2 separate regions of the Zea mays genome follow, and region 2 is linked to region 1. A link is a contact called in public Hi-C data. All regions are on one chromosome and are shown on one strand. Each heading gives the region's core, a stretch centred on a gene start, on an enhancer-like site or on the middle of the called end of the contact. The rest is flanking DNA. Distances are from core to core; before and after follow the strand shown. Region 1 holds the start of LOC103629829 (a long non-coding RNA gene). Region 2 holds the start of LOC100304355.

Evidence for each region. Hi-C and Micro-C count contacts between places; a contact is called where the count stands out from the background.
Region 2: a contact with region 1 is called in a Hi-C map of ear, with 2.2 times the contacts expected there. The contact joins the promoter of LOC100304355 here to the enhancer-like site in region 1. A contact is called at or near these places in 2 of 25 Hi-C or Micro-C datasets (ear and tassel).

Annotation. Positions count from the first base shown.
Region 1 is chr6:115,529,821-115,537,063 of Zm-B73-REFERENCE-NAM-5.0, forward strand. It overlaps LOC103629829 (a long non-coding RNA gene), which reads right to left and starts at 5,993. Exons shown (of 4, transcript XR_002263165.1): 1 at 5,839-5,993; 2 at 3,807-3,906; 3 at 3,633-3,703; 4 at 2,332-2,601. Within about 2 kb of position 2,496, at least 15 of the 20 cell types and tissues checked have an H3K27ac peak or open chromatin away from gene starts, as enhancers often do. A contact at or near this core is called in ear and tassel, where this site is marked.
Region 2 is chr6:115,690,294-115,697,536 of Zm-B73-REFERENCE-NAM-5.0, forward strand. LOC100304355 reads right to left here and starts at 4,495. Exons shown (of 3, transcript NM_001165793.1): 1 at 4,124-4,495; 2 at 3,337-3,525; 3 at 1-850. The coding sequence starts at 818. The coding sequence ends at 522. It also overlaps the pseudogene LOC103629832.

The DNA of each region.
Region 1 (7,243 bases), core at 1,246-3,745:
GCCAGTCATCATCTGGCTCAACGAATTTATCTCCGAACTTAAAAGTGTATTTCAGCCTGACTAGTCCTCCTTCGTCAGTCTCTTTAATGGTCTCCTGCGACATTTTCCATTTTTCCACAAGTGGCCATATTCTGAAGGCAATGTGTTCTTGGACCAAATCCCTCGTCCCAATAAAAGAACAAACAACACCGAAGGCTCTCTGGCATTCTTCGGCTGCTTCATTCATTTCCACCTTCGGCCTCCGCAGGCCGAAGCGTTGCCAGATGGGACGCATAATGATCTTCTTTATATCTTCTCGTGATTTCAAGTCATTCTTCACGTAAAACCATTCCGTCATCCAGTCGTCAGGCCACCTCTTTCGAAAGGTCGGCATGGGGCAGCTTGACCCAGACCGGGAGCCAAAGCTGTAGCAGCCAAAATTGTTGTGATACTGTTCCTTACCCCAGGGTTTTGTCTCGTACAATAATTCATGTATGTTGCAGAAACTTTTCGCATTAGGTTCCAAGCCTTGGCTTCTCACGGCCCACACGAAGATATTCATCCTTATGATCGCTTCGGGGGTAAGTTGGTGAAGGTAGATTTCAAATATCTTCAGTACCTCTACAACAAAGCTGCTTAAGGGAAATCGTAGTCCAGCTTTCAAGAAGCTTCGGAATACCACGACCTCATTTTCCTCATGACTCGGACAAGTCTTTTCTCCTTCATCAGCCCTCACAACGGACAAGTCCCGAAAATATCTGCCCCTCATGTTGACAAGATGATTTTCTTTAATACTTGATTTGCCAAAAACCGCATGGCTTGGTCGCCAAGGTCGATCTTCGGAGTCTTCACCACCACTATCCACATCATAGCTGTCACTGTCACCAGTATCTTTAGATAAACCCTCCAAAATTTCTTTAGTAATCTTCTCTGTATTAGTCTTCGACATTGATTGAAGAAAACCTAGATGCATCTCCTCAGAAAGACTTAGCTTCGAATCACCAACAGCTTTTTTATCTTCAGACATCCTTGCAAACGCTGAGAAAGTGCTCTCGAAATCGAAGCTTTAAAATCTAAAAGGCCAAGCAAGTGTTGTTGCGCGCAGGCTAAAGGTTGGGTGAGTAAAAGCAGTTGACAACAGAGTGTGCCAAATAAACTCGGGATGAGCTCTTATTTATACGCCTAGAGCGTTAAAACTGGAGGGTCCCGCTTGTCAAAGACTGTTGCTATTCTAGCAAAGAGAAGGTGTTTTTTCGGACCTTCGGCTTAAGGCCTTCGTCCATATCGCAATATGAATTTATCATTATAGCAAATTAATATTGCGAGGGGCTACTGTTGGGGGCCTTCGGCTTCCGAAGGTCCTCAAAAACGTGATTTGACAATGTTTTCTAAGTATGCGAGCCGGTATCTTTGGAATCAGGTTGCGGGTATACAGAAGCATGGTCAAGACGAAGCTTGACTGAAATGGAAGACGATCATGACGAAGGATGAAACGATCACGAAGCTATGTGCAGAGGAGCTTCGACATGACAGCAGAAAGGGAAAACCGACTTAAAGATGAAAAGCCAAATTAGTCCTCGAAGAATTACTATAGAGTTATTGATAAAAGTAAAGGGCATTAATGTAATTTTATACAGGCTGCGTCCCGTGCCTATAAATAGATGAACAGTATTCCTGTACTGTTCACGCTGACTTGGCATTGGCATCACGCTTGTACCCTTTACTTTCCTTCAAACCGAAGGTACATTTGCTGTTGTTGTTTATATAAGCAAAATAAATGAAAATGAATTAATGGTTAAAGTAATCATATTATTTTACGCATGAATCTTCTTTACTTTTTCATTATGATTATGAAGGTGTGACCTTCATAGCCTTCGTCCGAAATCCATTATATCCAAAGGGAAATAATGCTTCGAAGGACGAAGGGATTTAATATTTAATATTTTATGTTGCCTTATTCTTAATTCATAGCATTTGAGAACGAGTCCCCAACAGGAAGGTTCATTAAAAGTGGTCAAAGTTGTGTTTACTTTTCATCTTATATTGTTTCTGTGTTTTTCCAATTGATTTAGGTTAGATTACTTTATTCAAAAGTGATCGAATCTAAATGTAATGTAAATGTTAACGATAATGACTCACACTCGATTACCGGTGGTAACAAACTTGAATAAGTTGGTATTAGTTCCTAGTGTGATATCTGATTACAGTTGGTACTAAAACATAATCTAACATTATCAGTTACCCATTACGTTATAAATATGTGAACCAAACGACACCCTAGTTTCTTGTCTCAACGTGAGTGCTCGTAACTTTAAATCTCAATATCTACGTGCATATATAATTCTTGTGCTCCTGTTCTGTTATTTAGAAAACGTTGCGATATGAACCGACAAACGATGCAGATTCATGACACAAAATTCTAGCAGAACTGTAGAAAACCTCAGGCTTGTTGGGCTACAGACAAAGAAGGAAAACAAGCATGAGGCCCTTCCTCCTGTTGGGCTGTATTTGGGCCTCAACCTCACGTGGTAGGCTTCCTGGGCTAACACAAACCTCGTCCCTGGCCACAATTATCAGGGCAGAAGCATCCTCCGTCGGAGTTGGAAATTCTATTCGTAGGCACTAACAAGTAGAAATGATTTAGTGTATATACGTACGTACACATATATTTCTAATTTATCTCTAACGACTCTCTACATGCGCTTAAAATTTTCACATATGTTTTCATTTAAAATTTGAACTATACGCGTTCGTTCTGTACCTTTGAGCAATTTCGTCAAACTGGGCAAACTCAGGTATCATCCTCATCCTGATGCAAGGTGACCTTCTCAAGCATAGCACTACTCTGTTTCACCAGAACGAAGCAGTTTAGCCATGACTAGTAACTTGCTCGTACTCCACGCGAGTATTTTAACAATATGATTAAATAGTTGATTTTATGTATTCAGATAGTAAACAAAGTGATATTTTAGATTTATATAAGCAATATATAGGTCTATTAATATACCTGAAGTAGGTACATAATACATACATAATTATATAAGCATGCTTATATGTGCAGTACTGAAATATTGGAATATACAAACGTAGGATGCTGAGTTTGGATATTGTTACAATAGGTCGTAGTGGTTACAAAAAGGATTGTGCGTTGAAAGGAAGTTTTCAAGGACTTTGTGGATCAAGTGTACTTTTACAGCGGATTAGTCATAAATACAAACTTGTTGAGGTATCAACATATTGGTCTATATGTTCCTCAAGACCACAAAATATCCCATGTCAAAATTACAAAAATGTGCTTTTTTGACACTCCTGCATAATTCAGATGCATATTTTATCAAAGAAAGTTCAGATTGACTTTTCTGAGACAATTATACTTCAGAGTAGATTATATTGAAGTTGACAAAATAGAGCATGTCAGACATATAGTGTTTTCGATTTTGAGCAACCACATTTAGTCTCGATGGGAACTCCCTTTCTTTAGCCTGTATGTATGTTTTGTGAAGCAGCAAGTATTAATAGAATTTGGTCACTTAGTGTGTAAATGCAAATGGGTGGTATTTTTTTGTGTAAATATAGTAGTTTTCTAATTTGTGTGCATTGTAACCTGAGTTCATGCTGTTTGTGCAAGTAGATGTATAATGTAGAAGTATTACCTTTTTGGAGGAGATTCAAATAAAGGCATATTGTCTTTTGCTTTGAGTTGCCTGATGCTAGCTGTTTGGTCCTGCAGAAGGAAAAATGTAGTGGGCTTTTTTATGTGCTCATTTTGTTGATGCATTTATGCCTTTCTGGTTATTAGTTTTTGGAATAAGGTGGAGGAACTGTACCTTTGTGATTTCTTCTTGAGCATTACATTTGGATCTATGTTCTTCAGTATCAGATGTAGAAGTCTGTTGGGTGCTATATGCATCTTGATACATGTTAAGCCTTTTATTATACATGATAAAATTACATATCTAAAAAAACTAAAAACAACCTATATTTTGGAATGTAAGTAGTTTCTTTATGCCAAACAGCAGTATGGAATTCAGATCATATAAATTGACATTGTTGGATAATTAGAATCTAAGCCATAAGGATGAAGTAACCAACTTAGACCAATGATGCCACAATTGTATAAAAAGAGGGTTAAAAGCACATCTAGACTATTAAAACACAACAATCTTCACCCGTTTTTTGTTTTTGAAAAGATCAAATACCATCCGAGTACTCAATAACATGTGTGTATACATGTGCATTTATATTGTAGGATCTCTATGCATATATTTATTCATGTATAACATCGTTATCAATCCTATATAATTGAGCACTTATTCAAAGTACATATATACATATATGTAATTTGTTTAGATACACAAGTGGATACACAGGGTGTGGCCATGGTGTTTATTGTATAGAAAATACCTCTTTCGAATAGAACTTACAGAATGTGCGATTCACCTTGCTCCGATTAGAAAATAGCAGGTGACCATGCAGAAAATAGCAAGTAAAAAATGATATATGTGGTTGTCATGAGTGTGGAAAATAAATAGATAACATATTGTTTGTTGGAAAAAACATACATGTTCCTAACGGAGGTCGTAGGTTGTTCAAACGAGTTGTTGACGATTCGAAACACTTGTTCAACTTGCGAAAATGCAACAAAAAACAAATGAGATTTGTGATCTATAAACTGATCAAGAATGTGAACAATTGTAAACATGGGAAAATGCAAGGGAAAACAAATGAGATTCGTGACCTATAAGCTAATTAAGAATGTGAACAATAGTAAACCAACAATGCATTGATACATAAGTACGTATGGAGGGACATCATGTTAAGCTATACAGGGAGGATAAAGTTTATCTTGTTTATGAGAATATAAAAATTGAGTATATCGACACCGCCTGTTTCGCCACGATTATTGAGTATTCAATCCTTTCAAGATAGGTAATGGGCTATGGTAACCTGCCAAATGATAATATCTACAATGTTATAATCTTAGTATTTCCCATCACTTGCCATTCCACAAATAAACAATATTGCATATGTTAAATGGCTCTTCTAACAAAAGAATTTTGAAAACAAAGAGGAAGGATATGGGTGCAAAGAAAAGAAAGAAAGGAGGAGCAAGGTAGACTCCAGCTTATGACCTGCTTCCTTGTGGAATTGTTGTGATTGCCTAATGGAAACTTACATCAGTACAAAGCAAGGAGCCCGAACGCTTAGTTACTTTTTTCCAAAAGAAAAAGAAAAGTGAAAAAGGGTATACATAGAATAGGAAGCTAACCATCCTAATTTAGGGTTCCATTTTGTTTTTATTTTTAAAAAAATTGGACAGTTTACAGGACCACCACATGTGAGATAGCTAAAATAAAGACATTGAAACATAAAATTTTATTCAAACTCCAATAAGATATTAAAATTTCATGGTGGAAGCAAAATATTAGTGTAATAATACAACAAAGATGAGTGTAGAATGGATCACTTGATTTTTTTAGCGACTATTTTTCAAAGCTGCAGGGAAAGTAGCTTTATTCGAAGCTAACATGTAGGCATCGAAACAAAGCAAATTACTCCAAAAAGCATATACAATTTAGAGACCAAAAGTAGTAAGACCTCATGACGACGGGATAAGGAATATTCTAACGTCAGTGGAGATATGGATGAGGGAAATCCACTAAATCGTGAAGGTGTGAATATTGGACCACTAGTAGCAATGCAAAGCCATAGAGTGCTCCTACTCGACCTGAATCGACGACCTCCATTCCTAATGTGAAGCTATGGAGTGAGAGCGCACAATATGGAGGAGCGGATGCAAACCCTAACACGAATAACACACATATCTAGGAAGCTTTGATGGGAAAAGGTTATGCATACCTTTGCCAACCGTAGAGACGACGACCAAGCGTGTGGAGGAGCAGCGGAGACCGACGAATGGCGACTGAAGCAGTCTCCTCCACCATCGTCGTGGATGACGTGGTGTAGAGGAGAGGACGACATGCCCACCCTCTGCCTTCCCTATCGCGCGAGCAGTTGATAAAATGTATTGGAGGATGGGAAGACTGTGGAGGTGTCGATAGCATGACCGCCGATGGACCGACAGAAGCGAGGACGACATGGCGGAGATGACTGGCGGCTTCCACTTTTTCCTCTTTGAACAAGCCACAGTCCCTTTGCCTCCCATCCTGAACTGTCCAGCGGTGTCGAGACTCAGCAAATGGTTTCGTTGGACACCACACGTGTATGATCTGCAACCGTAGACCATAGATAACGAATCGAACGGACGAAGGAAAAAGAGCAGACGTGGACGAACGACGTCGGTCTTTTGCGTCGCGGTTTGTATATATGAAATTTGCATTTTAAATTTGACATGCAATTTTTGAGTGCAAAAATGATTTCAAATAAAAAAATTATAAACTATAAAGTTTCATAACTTTTAGAGATCTATAACTTTTATGGTATCATTTAAAAAACTCAAAAAATTAGGATAAAAATGATTTCTAGTGTCGATTTCTTAAGAAAATCGCTTGAACAAATCATGAATTTCATGGCGGTTTTCTTAAGGAGCCATATGTAGAAATATCATTTTTACAGACGGTTTTCTTAAGAAACTGTCACTAGAAATAGTACTGGCGCTTGATAACTGAAACCGCCTATAAAAATTAAACCCCACCGCGGGGTTTGAGGTCTTTTCTACTAGTGTAAGAAAATTCATAGTGCAATTGTAAACAAAAACAATATATTAAAAGGAGATAAGAGAATTGAAAATAGATGATGAAAGTAGAGTAACTTATATAGGAAGATATCAATGTACATAATTTTGATAAATTATAATATGGGGCAATTGTGTTAGTGTCCCTGTTTTAGGATGTAACTATAGATTTGTTTCTGTTTATTAGACTTTGTGTGTTTTCCCTATTTTTTTAAAACAAATTGTTGTCTAGCCCTAGTTAGTTGTAGTTAACAGTGTTAAGTCTTGATAAAAAATGTCAAGGAACAATTGCACCATTGCCCTGTTTTAGAGTGTAATTATAGTTTTGGCCTATTTCTTATACTTTACATGTTTTATGACAATTCAAATTATTTTACAATAATTTAAAATATTTTCAATTTTTGACATTTTTTGGTCTACAATTTAAATTATTTTGTCTCCTAACAACAATTTGAATAATTTGTTCAAAATAATATAAATTATTATAAAACAATTTGAATTATTGTCCAAAAAATTGAAATGTTGCAAAAATAATTAGAATTATCTCAAAAACACGTAAATTCTAAAAAA
Region 2 (7,243 bases), core at 3,245-5,744, 160 kb after region 1:
CATTACACAAATGGTCACAAAGAGACTAATCAATATAAAGATTTTCAAATGTTTCTTCAAGCTCTTTGTCATACACCATGTGTTGCATCCTTGCTTCATCATCCTCCCAATCTTTAATGCATGTCAACATCTCAACCACATCAGACTTCAACCTCCTCCTCCGTTCATCGATGATCCTGCCAGTTAAACTAAAAGTGGATTATGAAGAGATGGTAGACACAGGAACACTTAAAATATCTTTAGCCATAATTGACATTACTGGATAAGTGAGTTTGTGCTGATGCCACCAGTGCAAGATGTTGAAATCATCAGTTAACTGGTTTACATCGTCACAATCTAAGTAAGAAATGAGTTCAGAAGCATTAGAAGTTGAAGAGTTTGCAGCATGCAGTAGAGCAGTTGCAGAGGAATCTCTAGCAATGTTTAGAGTAGAAGCAAAATAATGCATACCAACAGAATCACCCACATCATCAGTATCATCATAAATTTTATCCCAAGCAGACCTTTTCTTACTAGACAAGTTAGGAGGGACAACCCTTCTTACCGTTCACAATTTTGAAAAGTTTCTCGAAATCTAACCAGACTGGAGAAGTAGAAGGACGACAATGCTTGGCGTTGTGTTCGTCCCCTTCACCTTGACCTTCCTCACCACCGCCTTGTTGTTCATCACCAACATGGATGGGATGCTCACTGCTATGGCCTAAGAGCGCTGCAGCATCCTCCCGAAGGTCATCCTCATTGTAATCTCCGGTCAACCCACACAACCGCCTCTCCTCGTTGTCATCAATCTCAACAGTTTCATCGTCGGAGACGGTCATCGACCCACCTCGGAGTCCCGGTTCCTCAACGGCTACAATAGGAATACAATATTAGGGTTAGGGTTACATAATAAAAGAGGTTAGGGTTACCTAATAAGCCGGAGCACCGGGATCTCCACAGGCGACGTCGACTGATCGACCGTCGACGAACAACCGATCCGGCTACCCGGTTCCTCGACGGATTTAAATCTAGAGCACCGTAGCAGCCGACGGTGTATGAGCTCGAGGGAGACGATGAGGTAGACGAGGATGATGTTGTGTCGTGTGCTAGTGCCGGCCAGTTAGTGTAGATGACACCGAAGGGGGAGAAGAAGATAGGAGAGAGGAGAGGGAGACCAGAGCTAGGGTTACATACTAAAAGAGGTTAGGGTTAGGGTTGCCTAATAAGCTGGAGCACCGAGATCTCCGCAGGCGACGTTGACCGGTCGACCGTCGACGAACAATCGATCTGGCCACCCGGTTCCTTGACGGATTTGAATCCAGAGTACCATAGCAGCCGACGGCGTATGAGCTCGAGGGAGACGATGAGGTAGACGAGGATGATGTTGTGCCGTGTGCCAGTTTCAGCCAGTTGGTGTAGATGACACCGGAGGGGGAGAAGAAGATATGGGAGAGGAGAGGGAGACCGGAGCTAGGGTTACAGATAAGAGTTACCCGGTTCCACAAACGCGCAATTCTGTTGAGGTCTTGAGGCTAGAGTGGGGGAGAGGGAGAGCCGTCGAGCCGGAGACCGAATAGAGGAGAGGGAGACCGGAGCGGAGAGAGGATAGATCTGAGCCTGAGCGCTGAGCGGAGGCAGAGGGACCGGGGGAGGAGTTCGCAGCTTCGTGACGACGTTTAGGGTTTAGTTGTGCAGGCGCGGCTTTGGGATATGGGGGCGGGGGCATATGGCGCGTTTCGCTTAGCTAGCTGGGCCTGGGCCGCGCTGGCGCCTGGGCCGTGCCAGTCCAGTTAACCGTGTCGGCTTGGGTCGACACTATGGGCCGAGCTGGTGGCCCAGGCATGGCACTGGCATTATATGGACCGGGTCGTGTCGTGTTGTGGCAGAACCTCCCAAGTTATTGGCCCCACATGCACCTACCCTTGTCTCAAAGACCTCAGACGGCTATGCATGTGCACTAAATAACTTAATAGGATATGTCTGAGTGTCCCAGGGACCCCAGATAAACCACTTACAACCAGGATCGCAAGATTAAGTAAACACAAATCACACACGAACATTTTGCAGCAGAAATCTTATTACCAAATTTTACAAGTTACAACAAATTTACATTATATTTATCGGAGTGGTTACAAAAGTGGTTCAAAGTGATAAACTTTGAAATGTTATAAATTATTTATAAGTTTGAAATATATGCTAGCTCAAGTGACCATCCTCAATAAGAAGTATAGAAGAGTTACTTAGACTTATAAGAAGGCCGAGCCCACCGGCACTTAACACCATCAACAGCAGCACAAAGTAAAACCTGAAAAACAACAGGGAATAAAACCCTGAGTACGGAATTACTCAGCAAGACTTACCCGACTAAAGAAAAGACTCTCAAGGGTATGCTGGCTAGAGGGATTCAAGGTAAGGCTCATCAAGTTTCAAAGACTCTTTTTGCATAAAAGCTTACTAGAAGTGGGTCCTTAAGCCAAAATTTTACATCACAAGTTAAGTACTTTTCCTGAATCTAGATTTGCCTAATCTAGAGCATTCACTTGTCCTACACTAGCTTTCTTTTAAAATCCAACTTTTGTTTCGCTTGTTATCTACGATGAGGGTCGAAGATCCAGTATTCATATCCGAGAAGTTCGGCGATCCAAATCGATTAATACCCAGCTGGGGATCTCCAACCACACGACATATGCTTCTCTTAACTCTTTTGCACATGTCTACCATTCCCACGGATCCTCCACCACATGAACAGGTCCGCGCCACCCGAGAGCACACCACCCCTTTTAGGCAGTCCTTTGCCAGGAGGGTACGTGCCACTCTCGCCATCTCTCCACTCCCAGTGCGCGATTGTCTTTTCATGTATGGAATAGTCGGGTTCAAGCTTACCCATGACGAGGTATGTGGCCAGATAAAGGGTCCTAGATCAGCAGGCCAACAATCGGTATGGTCCTTAATTGACATAGACGGAGACACTACACCAAGACTCCTTTCTCGTGCAAGTCACCCGTCCGGTCTCAGCTTTATTATTTAAACCCAAAGTTTGGTACCTGGCATAGGTACATCTTTTCCGATGTTGAATCCATCATGGCCATGATGGATTCACCATCAAGTTTTATTTTTGAAAACTTCCCATCCAATTTGTAGCATCACTTTTGTTTTAAAACAAAACATTTTGTTTTTCTAAAGCAAGGCTAAGCATCAAAAATCCATTTCATAAAAGGGTATCAAGGAAGGGTAATCAATTTTCCAAGGAAGGAAATGCATCAATGGTTTAGCACACAACTCCTATCACCTAATGCGTCAAACAAGGTGATAAAAATTTTAAAACAGCAAGGAGGTGGAAAATGCACCGGGGCTTACCTGGAATAACACTAAGTCAGTGTTGGTTAGACGACGATCTCTTGATGATCTTCCTTGTCCTGGCACTTGATCAGGCCATCCATCCTTAAGTTTATCCATCAGCATCACCTTACGAAGAAACTCGCGCTTAACAACATCTTGTGGTCGACTCGGTTCTAGTCCTCCATATCACGTGATCAACTAGCGTACCTGATGAGATGCATAATGCACATGTACAAACATAAGGAAGAGTAACACAACATATTACACACAATATAGAATTAAGAAAAATGACGAGGTGCTGCAACACTCGTGAGAAAATACTAGACGCCACAAATGACTGAGTACAACAATGACGACCACGGGTTCTAACTCAAACATCGAGAAATAGCAAACTATACATACCAAGTTCAACACTCGAGTTCCTCCTGTTCAACTTAATTTATTTAAAAAAAGAAATCACAACTATGCATACGCTCTATATTTCCCTAAGCTAGAGCATACCTCAAACCTAGACTTTGTCGTATCATTATAAATAATGGGACAACTAAACAAACACTTTATGGCGAGGCACTTCAACGATCATCTAATATAAGCACAACAAATACTTAATACCACCACAATATCTACAAACAAAAGAGAGGACAGAATCCTTCCATGTATAACTCAATGGACTAGCACGCAAGCACTGCTACGGATCATGAGGTTATCCCAGAGCACATCTGCTAAGGACAAAGAATCATTACCACTAATTTATTTATCTAATTTACTCGCTAATTCAATAGCAGGAAATAACAATTCATCTTACCAACATCAATCAATTCCGAATACACAAGAACGACGTCAATCATATGGCTCAGGCGTCCCACCGAATACCTAGCGAGCACAGGAGAAAGGGAGCACCAACACCAGGGATCGATGGCCGGAATGGGGAGTACATCAGGGAGCCATGACCTGGTGTAGATGAGGCAAGGAGTAGCCGAGCGCCCGGTGCGCGGTGCTGGGCGCATGCGCCAGAGATATTACGACACGGTGGCAAGGTGAGGTCTGACCTAGGCACGCAGCAAAAGGGAGGAGGATGATGGTCTACCGTGCGCTGGTGGCAGAGATCGGCATCCGCGGTTAAGGAGAGGCCTGACCGTCGAGGGAACAGAGAGGGATAGTGAGGAAAAGAGGTGACATGAATGAGAGAGTGCTGGGGAGGAAGAAGACGTGAGGAACGTGGAGTCTGGTGGGCGGCAGGAATTCTTCCAGATCTGGAACTGGTGCACAGCACTTTGTCCGAAAGGATACGAACGATTGGAAAAATATCTCCTGTTGAGCGGCGACCCATGATAAGGATGACATGATCTTTCCTTCTCCTTTTCTTTTCACTAATTCACTTTTAAATTCCCAAAATAAAAAGTTGAACACTTTTTAATGTCCAAATTCCACTACGTGAAGAATGAAAGATCCTCAACGCTAGTTTCCCCAATACAGAAATAAGTTCCAGTTAACTGAAACTATGTTCAGCCACCACTTACCTGACAGAGCGTTTTAAAACATGAATTTCTCCCAATTCTAAGCAAGCAAATAGAAATCATGCTTAGTAAAAGTTGTTCTTCTATATTAGGTCTTCAAGTTTGCTATAAGAATCGTAGACCCAACCTCCCTAGATTAAGCACTAGAAAGCTCCAAAGTTGAGCAACACTCACTAAAAATTCAGTTTCAGTTAACTGCACTAAATCTGAAATCCAAAGTTTGACAGCATGTTTTAGACACCATTTTCTCCCATTTCTAGCCTAGTTCAGGGGGATCCACCTTAATGCAAATTACTCACCACACTACCCTCTAACACTTTTCTATAGAGAGTGCAGGCCATAACATCATGGATCAGTCACAACAGAGCTCTGCAGTTTGATAAACAATGCTGAAACTGCACTTTAACTTCCTGAACAAATTTCAGAACAACAGAATCTGACAGCAAGGTTTTGGGCCCCTTTTTCTCTCAATTCCATATAGTTCTTTGGTCAGATCACTTAATAGAACTTGCCCTCCTATGACAGCTATACAACTTCGTCATGGTGATCATAATCTATAACTCTATGGAAAGGACAGTCGATAGCTCCAAACTTGGCACTTTTTACTGAAATTCAGATGACTGGACCAAATTCAGACCACAACCCACCTGACAGCTGATCTTCGAACCATATTTTATCCCAATTCTGAGCAACAACAGACCATGCTTTCTTAAGGAAACTTACTTACTATTACTTGGTATCTAAATTTGCTATAAAGAATATGGCTCGCAATTCTATAGACCATGCACAAAAGAGCTCACAAGTTGTACCAAAACACACAATTTCGGGTTCTGGTTTTTTTACTAAGTCTGAACGGGAAACAGATTAATTACGACTACTCAATATCGGCTCTAACTATCTTGGTCCGATTTAATTTTGCATCAATATTGTTGTCGTCGAGTTCTAATAAATCTTGTTTCGGACAAAAATCATCAAAGTGAGTTGGGCTTCCGAATTCGTATTCGCGCGAGCGATAAATTTTAAATAATCACCGGACGCACCGATTTTCGGAACAACGATGTTCCGAACATCACGAAAATTTTGGAAAAGCCCAGACAGATAAAAATAAAACTACGTCGCACTCGCGACAGACGAAACAGATGCGATATTAAAATCGCGATAGGCGAAGATGTTTAAAATTTAGCATCTGTTTTATCCACTGATATTACGTGCTTAAATTCATACTCGTTGTCGAGCGGAATATAAACATCTGGGGTGTTACACGTGCTTTGGCCGTGCTTTTTAGTGCCGTGCCTGGGTCGGTCCACCGTGTTAGTGCCATATGGCCATCTATACTGCCGGCTAAAGGCATCGAAACCTTGATCGCTCCAAAATTTTCGAAGCTACTCTGGAGACCTTCCTATGCTAAGACTAAGACTCTCCAGCATTGTCGAACGACACGGATAAGGCATCCCTAAGTGTGCGCCTCATCATCCTGAAAAAAAGGAGAGCCTTCCACCAAAGTATGTGGAACACCTAATTTGTTAGAGATCATATTAAAAGCAGAAAAGTGTTTTCCTTTATTTATATGAGTATTTATATGAGTGTATCCATCCATTTGTCATCACATGTGAACACCACCTTTTAAAAACAATTAATAAAAATATATGACACTAAATTATGCATCATGCTGGAATTTTTATTATGAGTGCATTTTATGACAATATAAAAATAACATAAAAAATATGTTAAAAATCCAAGGTGGAGATTATTCTCTATTATATGACTAGGTGAGTGCCCGTACGTTGCAACGGAACCGTATAACAACACGATAACTTATGTACATGTGTGCGTTATACTGTTATGAGAAAATGTTTCAGAATTCATTTGTGATTCTATCCATACATAAATTTTGTTATTTTAATCTAATAACATACATCCATTCCATGCAACAGATTTTTCTTCTTCGTTCATCCGACCATGGTGCGCTTCCTGACTCGTTGCCTCACTGTTTTGCAAAGAGTAGACAAAAAGTCGCTACTCACATCAGTGCAGCTAGCAATGAAGGCCATGTGCTGCCACAGGGGCCGACAAGACCATGCCATACCTTGAGTCGGCTTGTTCTGGGTGGAACACCATTGCTTCCAAGCCTTTCTATTTTCTTACTTGTTTTAATAGATGAAATAGTGGAAATGGCTCCTATGTCACGCAAAGGATATAAGCAAAAGGTAAAACACAAGAGGGAAATATAAATGTAGAAGTAAGATTGAGATAAGTAATTGCCTCTAAGTTTTGTCTATTGCAGCTAGTGATGGAGCGTCCAATAGATGGGATGTCTTTAAACTGGATATCCAAACCAGGATATAAGCATGACATTTAAAAAACCAAAATAATAAAACAAAGGCATGTTATAAATAAACACTGGAATA